Regions from separate parts of the Sus scrofa genome. Here region 2 is linked to region 1. A link is a contact called in public HiChIP or PLAC-seq data. All regions are on one chromosome and are shown on one strand. Each heading gives the region's core, a stretch centred on a gene start, on an enhancer-like site or on the middle of the called end of the contact. The rest is flanking DNA. Distances are from core to core; before and after follow the strand shown. Region 1 holds the start of DCPS (decapping enzyme, scavenger). Region 2 overlaps KIRREL3 (kin of IRRE-like protein 3).

Evidence for each region. HiChIP or PLAC-seq counts read pairs in DNA pulled down with a chosen protein or histone mark.
Region 2: a contact with region 1 is called in an H3K27ac HiChIP or PLAC-seq map of skeletal muscle. The contact joins the enhancer-like site here to the promoter of DCPS in region 1. A contact is called at or near these places in 2 of 5 promoter capture datasets (fetal liver and liver), 14 of 47 Hi-C or Micro-C datasets (alveolar macrophages, blood, embryonic fibroblasts and 9 more) and 2 of 2 datasets of contacts at active chromatin or transcription factors (alveolar macrophages and skeletal muscle).

The regions. Positions count from the first base shown.
Region 1 is chr9:53,399,478-53,403,617 of Sscrofa11.1, reverse strand. DCPS (decapping enzyme, scavenger) reads right to left here and starts at 2,831. Exons shown (of 6, transcript NM_213790.1): 1 at 2,631-2,831; 2 at 668-842. The coding sequence starts at 2,831.
Region 2 is chr9:53,539,105-53,543,313 of Sscrofa11.1, reverse strand. All of the region lies in intron 5 of KIRREL3 (kin of IRRE-like protein 3), which reads left to right. Among named protein-coding and RNA genes, the nearest start is that of ST3GAL4, 66 kb to the right of the region's middle. Within about 2 kb of position 1,468, at least 7 of the 83 cell types and tissues checked have an H3K27ac peak or open chromatin away from gene starts, as enhancers often do. A contact at or near this core is called in fetal skeletal muscle and skeletal muscle, where this site is marked.

The sequences.
Region 1 (4,140 bases), core at 1,582-4,081:
TCACTGTGTCTCCACTAGAGAGACTTCCTTCGGGGAAGTAACTGATCTTGCCGCACCCAGCATACTGCTCACTTTCACAGCCACACGGTGAGTCCTCAGTCCACGAAAGAGCTCAGTTTTCTGCCACCTATTTGCTGTGCAATCTTGGACAAACTTACTTAACCTTTTCAAAACCTCAGTTTCCTCACCTGTAAAGTCCTATCTCAACAGGGCTGTACTGAAGATTAAATACGATGATGTAAGTAGATAATCAGAATGGTGGCTAGCACAACAGGAAGCGTTTAGTAAGTCCTGACAATCATTATTCAATTGGTAGATGAAACTGTTCTAGCCCATGGATCACACTCCCACCTCGAAACATCTCACACCAGGGCTGGGTTTCTCAACTTCAACACCACTGCCATTTCTTTGTTGTGGGGGCCCATCCTGTGTTTTGCAGGATATTTTGCAGGGTCTCTGACCTCCACCCTCTAGGTACCAGCAACACTCCACCTTCCAGTTCTGACAATCAAAAATGTCTTCAGAGATTGCCAAATGTCCCCTCCTCCTTCCATAGAGAACTATCGCAGGAGAACATGCAAATCAGTTATGAAGTGGTCACAGCCCCCGCTAGTTCCCCACCATCCTGCTCTTCCCAAAGGCAGCTGCTTCAGCCCCACTTGCTCACCACTCAGCTGCCTTGGAGGGAAGAGGTGATAGGTGCTGTAGATATCATTGGAGAACTGCAGCTGGAGTTCAGGGCTGCCCATCAGGAGCTGGGCCACCTGGTCCACCTGAAATGGCGTCTTCTCCAGGATCACAATGGCATCTTCTCCATCTCCATCCCCAGAAGCCTCATTCACCTATGGGCAGAGACACCATCAGTGGGCCCTGGGGTAGAACCATAGTTGAAACCTGGACAGCAAAAGTAAAAGCTCTCAGGGCCTTAGCAATCTCAATACTTTGGATTTCCTTCTCTGCAGTCTTCCCTCTAAGAAAGCCTAGCCAAAGGCACCCATGTTTCTTTTCCTGGAGAAGGCATCTCATCAACCCAGATCCTTGCCACAGCTCTTTAAGAGATGCAAGACTTCTCAACTGTCTTCTCTTTTGGGCTCACAAGGCCTCTGTCAAATTCTCCTCATTTTGGAGTTCCTGTCGTGGCTCAGCGGTAACGAACCTGACTAGTACCCATGAAGACATGGGTTCAATCCCTGGCTTCACTCAGTGGGTTAAGGATTCGGCATTGCCATGAGCTAAGGTGTACGTCACAGCCTTGGCTCCAATCTGGCGTTGCTGTGGCTGTGGCGTAAGCCAGCAGCTACAGCTCTGACTGGACTCCTAGCCTGGGAACTTCTATGTGCCTCGGGTGCAGCCCTAAAAAAAGAAAAAAAAAAAAAAAGACACCCCCCCAAAAAAATTCTCCCCATTTTACAGCTGAAGAAAATGAGGTCTAGAGAAGTTTAAGTGACTTGCCCAAATGGTGAAATAGAAATTAGACTTTAAGTATCCCAACTAGCTTCGAGCTCAAAGGTTCCCATGGCTAAAATCTTCAGCAGGTGCTGCAGACTGAAGGTAAGTTGGGCTGAGACAGACAGAACCTTGTAAAACACAAGAGACACAGAAAGAGGCATGGAAGCCTGGCCCAGGGTCTCCCTGCCCCCATCCTCCCAAAAGTGAGAGCGCCTGCCAGGACTTCTGGGGAACCCTTGGACTGCCTCTTTACTAGCTCTTGGGTCAGTATCCAGTCTCTCCTCAGTCCCTGCTGGAGAGCTGAGCACGTGATATTAGAGCTAGCTGTGCCTGTCTGCTTAAGGATGCTCTGCACTCCTGAAGATCAAGGATGGGAACTTTCAGCTCTATGTTGCACCCAGTTCAGTGCTGGCCCGTCTGTGCATGAAACGTGGAATTGAATCAAGAATGGGAACTTTCAGCTCTATGTTGCACCCAGTTCAGTGCTGGCCTGTCTGTGCATGATATGTGGAATTGAATCACCAATTCAACAAACTGTTTCCCCGCTCCCAGGAGCGGGAGTCCTGTATATAGCAGAGATCATACTTCCTACAGTGCCTATGTTATTGCCTGGGGCCTGGATGACCAAGACTGCCCAGAAACATACTGGATTCCTAGCACCTTACAGGGTTTTTGTGTGTTTTGTTGGGGCCCGTTTGTTTGTTTGTTTGCCCTCACCCAAGGCACGTGGAGTTCTGGGCCAGGGATGGAACCTGCGCCACAACAGCGATCCAAGCCCCATCAGTGAAACCTCCAGATCCTTAACCAGCTGTGCCACAAGAGAACTAGCACGTTACAGGTTTAATAAATGAATGGTGAAAGCTTGGGGAATTTAACATGCGACTTTTTAATCGACAATAAATACACTCCGCAAGTGTTAGGTTCTTATTTTAGTACAAGAGGAGGAATTAGGGAAATTAGCCCCACGCGTGTTAATTCCCTTAATTTCACAAGTATCCTTGTTTCCTCCACGAACCAAACCCCTGCCCAGGCATTTTGGCGCACTTGGCCTCCTTCCCACCCGGGGCAATGCGATTAGTATTTTCCAAAGAATCTCAAAAAAAAAAAAAAAAAATCCGCCTCCGAGGCGACGATTGGGTCACTCCTTCCCGCATCCCCACCCCAACGCTGCTTAATGGTACCTTTCCGTGCAGGAAAATGATTTTGTCCCGCGCAGACTCCCTTAGCACTTTTTTCACTCTAAAGCCGGAGAAAGGTAAGCGGACAGGAGCAGAGGTACCATTCCCAACCCTTGCTTCCTTCTCCTCTGTGCTGGGTGCCTCCGCCTCCTCCGGGTCTCGTTCGCGCTTTCTCTTGCTGGGTTGAGGAGCGGTGTCCGCCATATTGCCGGGGGAGAGTGTGCGCCTGCGCCAACCCGGCCGCGGCCCCGCCCCTCTGCCGCCTCACCCCACCTCCGCGGAGGGCGGTGACTACAACTCCCGACGTGCTCCGCGCCGGAGTCAGCCGATCTCCTGGCTGTAGGAAACCTAGGGCCGCTGTTTTTTGGGACTCGTCTAGAGTGAGCATCTTAATTCGAGTTTCCCGCCTTTGGTCTCCTCGTGCTAGCCAACCCGGGCGGAGGCTGGTCCTGAGGGAAAAGAGAAGGTGACAGCAAGGCTAGAGAGGCTGCAGGGGAGAGGGTAGCCCAGCCACCCCACCCCACCCCTACTCCCCCGAGTCCGAGCTGCAAGACGCCCTTTGGACTCTGCGCTGACACTTGGGTTGAATACAGCTTTTTAATCAGAGTTATGCCAACATTGATTAGAGTGGAAGGGATGTTTCTGAAGCAAATCTGTTGAGCCAATCTCTTTCTTAGTCAATTGATTGAACATAGAGAACGCTTAAAACCCTATCCATTTTTCACCCGTTTCCATTTTACAAAAGTCCTCTTTGTGTTGTCCTTTTCTTTGTAAATCCCAGTATTTTTTGCTGAGAAGAATGGTAAGTGAACAGGGCCAGAAGTACATTTCCATTGCCTGCCTCTTTGCTTCTGCTTCCTGTCCATTAGATGATCAGGTACCCTGCCACCTTCTCGTTCACCTTGCCTTTAAAAACACTTCCCTGAAAGCCATCAAGAAGTTCAGGTCTTTTAAGGATGAGCTGCCAGGTTTTCCTTGCTTGGTCTCACTCATTGCCTGCCTCTTTGCTTCTGCCCCACTGTATCCATGTTACAGAACCAAAGTTGGGTCTCCTTGGGCAACTTACTGCAATCTATCCACACTGGGTTGTGATGAGGGAAAGTACAGCGTTTATTGCAGTCTTTGGGGTTTCTTTGCGTTTTAGGGTCGCACCCGCTGCATGTGGAGGCTAGGGGTCCAATCGGAACTATAGCACAGCCACAGCAATGCAGGATCCGAGCTGCGTCTGTGACCTACACCACAGCTCATGGCAACGCTGGATTCTCAACACACTGAGCGAGGCCAGGGATGGAACCCACAACCTCGTAGTTCCTAGTCGGATTCGTTTCCGCTTTTCCACAACGGAAACTCCCAATTGCAAGGTTCTTAAAGTGAGACCAAGCAAGGAAAACTGGCAGCTCATGCTCAAAAGACCTGAACTTCTTGATGGCTTTCAGGGAGGTGTTTTTAAAGGCAAGGTGAAGGAAAAGGTGGCAGGGTACCTGATCATCTAATGGACATTCTTCTGGTTGAT
Region 2 (4,209 bases), core at 219-2,718, 140 kb before region 1:
CCCAGGACACGGGGAGGAAGGTTCTGAAAGTGTGGGAGGTGTTGGTTAGGATGGGCCCAGAGGCGTCCCCTGCCCCTCCAGTCAGCTCTCCCACCCCCAGCACCAACTCAGCCTGCTCCCAACCCTCCCCCACTCCCCGGGGGCCCAGGGCTGAACGCTGATGCCAGGACTAGCACCTTTCATGGCAAACCTCCTCTTTGCTCCAAGCCAGAAGCTCTCTGCCACCCTGCCGGGGATGTCCCTAACCAAGGCGCCTGGTGCTAACGAGAAATCAGGCCGAGAACCACCACCCCAAGTCCTCCCCACTCAGGCTTCCCCTCTCCAGAAATGGCAGGAAACAGCCAGGTCCCCCAGGTCCCACCATAATGAGTTCCTACACAGCTGCCCCAGCTGCCCATCCCGCCCCAATACACACTCATCTGCCACCCCCAACTCTACCCAGCACCCCCCTACACACAGCATAAAAACTGCTGGCCCCAGAAGCAAATGTCCATGACAGACCACTCATCCAGGGATCTTTCACAGATTCATTCATAAACATTCACTGAGCAGCTACTGTATGCCAGCCACGGATCTGAATAAGGCCATACTGCAGTGACCAAGACAGATAAGGTCTTTGTAAATTTTATTTTATTTGGCTTGTAGGGCTGCACCTGCGGCTTATGCAAGTTTCCAGGTTAGGGGTCGAATTGGAGCTGCAGTTGCTGGCCTACACCACAACCACAGCAACATGGGATCTAAGCTGCGTTTGCTACCTATGCCATAGCTCAGGGCAACGCCAGATCCTTACGCCACTGAACGAGACGTGGGATCAAACCCACATCCTCATGGATCCTAGTCAGGTTCTTAACCCGCTGAGCCACAACGGGACCTCCCAGGTAAGGTCTTTCTTTGTTGTCAGGGAGCCTTCTTTCCATAAGGGATGATAACAAACGAACCCAGGGATAAAGAAAAAAGAAGCGGGCTGGCGTGATGGAGAGTAATTGAGGGGCTGTTGAGCAGGGTGGCTGGGCCTCACTGAGGATGTGACATTTAAGCTGCACCGTCATTGACAGGAAGAAACTGGCAGGACAAGGACGCAGAAAAGAGCCTTCCAGACAGAAAGGCTGTGGGGGTGGGACGTGGTGAGGGTGAAATGGCTGGAACAGACCCATGTCCCAGAGGCGCGCTGGGGCCTGGGTGCAGGTGCTTGTGGGCAATGGAGAGAAGTTCACCTTACGTCCCGGGAGCATCCAGAGGCCCTTGTCCCCCCACCCCGGAGAGCTTGGAGCAGAGCAGGGACACCAGCAGACAGTGTTTTGAACTGACTGCTTGTGGAGAATGCACCGTGCATAAGGCGACCAAGACCTGGGCCTGCCCTCCACAGAGCTTGGCATCTAGGAGGTGCCCCGGAGCTATTGGGGGCCAGAGGACCACATGGCTGACCTCCCGACCGGTTCAGCTGCCACTGGTAACATGAGCTGCGTGTCCGCGCAGCTGATCTCTGTCAGCAGGTGTGTCCCATCGCCATGTCTGGAGAGCAGCCATCTAGGCTGACTGAGCATTTGGGAAATCCTGGCAGCCCAGAGGGGGCCCCTCAGGTGACCCACTGGAGTTTGGAGAAAACCCCCATCAGAACACCTGGACCTGGTACTGAGGGCATTTTCCCAGCCTCTCCGGGCAAACCCACACCAGGGTGTCAAAGGAGCTGCGCCCAGAAGCAACAAGCTGTTCCAGAAGGAAGTGGAAGGCCTCTGGGCCCAGCTCCATTCTGCTCTCTGTCCAGTTGATGTCCTGTGGGAAGGACGGTCAGGTGGTCACCCCTAGCTTTTGCTCTGGTCCAGAAATCCAAGGCTTTCTGATCAGAGGAGCACTCCTTGGTGACAGCAGTGGGGCTGGTTCTATACAACTTTTCACCACAAAAGCCCTTGTTTCTGTGAAAGGGTGTAAAGAACCCTCATGCCTAAGAAAGGACAGCTTTACCTCCCAGCTGGAGCCGGGCAGCTCTCCCTTGGCCTCCTGGCCCCTCTGTCTGTGCCTCCCTGCCTGCCCCTCCACGCCAGCCCCCTTGCCCTTGGCAGCAGAGCTGGGAGAAGGTCCTCAGGGAATCCCTTCCACACAAGGGGAGCGGGTGCCCACCCTGCCCACCTCGCCGGTGGCACCATCCGCCAGACTGGTGGCCAGAGAGGGGCAGAGCAAGGAGAAAGACCCCCAGATGGCTGCCCGGATCCCAGATGACAGGAGGGGAAACGGCAAAGAGCCAGCCACCCTGTGACTGTGGACCCCTAACTCACACGATGTGTCCCTGCCACGAGCAGCTCCGAGGAGACAGCCCCCCTACTCCTGCCAGCCCTGTCCGAGGCAGGGTGGGATCCCCGGGCTGGCTTCCAGCTCTGGGGACCAACTTTGCCTGGGATCCACACAGGTCCGCCCAGGCCTCAGTCACCCAACAGTTAATGCATTTTTTTTCCTGACTGACAACAAGACAACACCAAAACAGTCAACTATTTTTATCTCCGGATTAATCACAAAAGGCTAACGCTTCCACCTTCCCTGTGATTAAAAATTAGGAGACCAAGCTCTATAGTGGTTCGGGATAATAACCAGTCCTGGGAGGGGGGTTATGAATAATGCATCTCCAGGCTCGGGCTGTTCCAGGCTTTCTCCCCTCCTGGCCCCTCAGCTCTGGGCCCCAGTCTGAATGGAGGGGTAATGAATCACCCCCACCTCCCATCAGAGCTGCAGCTGCCAAGAGCCACTGTTGATTTCTATTCAGCCGGCTGGCCCCCAAACCTCCCCACTCCTCCCCCACCGCCCCCGCACATCAGCCCCATCCGCACCCCCTCCTACCCCATCTGGTGTGCACCGAGGCGAAGGCCGATCAATAATGCATGGTTACATGAATAACCAGCGCGATAACCACTTATTCAGGAAGATGTAATCAGGACCCATTCTGAGGGTGTGTGTGTGTGTGTGTGTGTGCGCGCATGCATGTGTGTGCCTGAGCACTCAAGCAGCACAGACCCACTCCCCTCTCCCCTCCTCTAACCCTGTATCCCAAAACACAGCACTAAAGAAGCAGGAAGGAAGGGCCTGGCCCCTCACTGCCCTCACACTTAGGAAAGGCCTCCTCTGCCTGTGATCACAGGAGGTTACGCTGAGCAAAGGCCCAGAGACAGTCCGTTCTCAAACCTGGTCACCCAGCAGAATCCTCTGGGACTTTAAAAAGCCCTGATGCTCGGGTCCACCTCCAGTGATGGGGAATTTAGCCAGTCGGGGTGTGGCCTGCAACGGGACACTTGAAATCTCTTCCAGACTGTTGTAAGATACAGCCGAGGTTGAGAACCCCTGTCTCAGGCCCCGTGAAATGTCAGTGCCAGGGGACCGGTCCAGGGGCCCTGCTGTACTTTCACCTTTTGTATCTGAGGAAATAAAACCAGGAAAAGGACGGCCTTCCTGCTTTGGCCTCTGATTTAGGGCACTTTCCCTAATCACGCCCCACTTGAGAGGCCCACACATGCCATGGCCCCGTTCTTATTCCACTCCGGACGTTTCAGATGGTTCTTTCCAGGGTCCCTGGCGCTTGGGCAAGCTCAGCCTGAGCGCCTTCATCCTGGGCGGCTGGCGAGGAGAAAGCTGCCACCACAAAGGGAGGGAACAGGAGCCCCAGCCCAGCCCTCCCTCCTGGAAGGGCTGCCCAAAGCCCCCGAGATAAAATCCCCTCCTGGCACTGTTGCACCCACCCCCATCCATGGAAAGCCCTCATTAGCTTCCCTGTGGCTCTCTGGCCGCTCAGCACCCAGGAGGCCACAGGCACTAATGACGGGGTAGAGGGCTGGCAGGGGAGGAGGGCTGCCTTTATGGTCCAGCCCACACCCACCATCTGTCTGCACCCAGGGCCCCCTAGGAGGTTGGGCAGGGTTGAATGAGGCTGACTTCCTCCCTGGGCCAGGATCCTGGCAGGGTCTGGGGGCTGATGAGAGCAACTTGGAAGCCCTGAAGGGTTTTTTTTTTTCCCCCCTCAGGAAATAGAACCTTGGGAGTTGGCACTCACTGGGCTGTTGTTCTGAACTAGGCCTCCTGGAGGCCAGGGAAGGACCAGGGAGAGCCATAGCTGAAAGTGCTGCTGCCTCAGTCCTTACTTGGCCTCAGAGTCTCCTGCAGTTTCCTGAGGAACCTGGAGGCAGGCGGAGGAGGCCCAGGGAGGGAGGGAAGCCAGGCAGGTTGTAG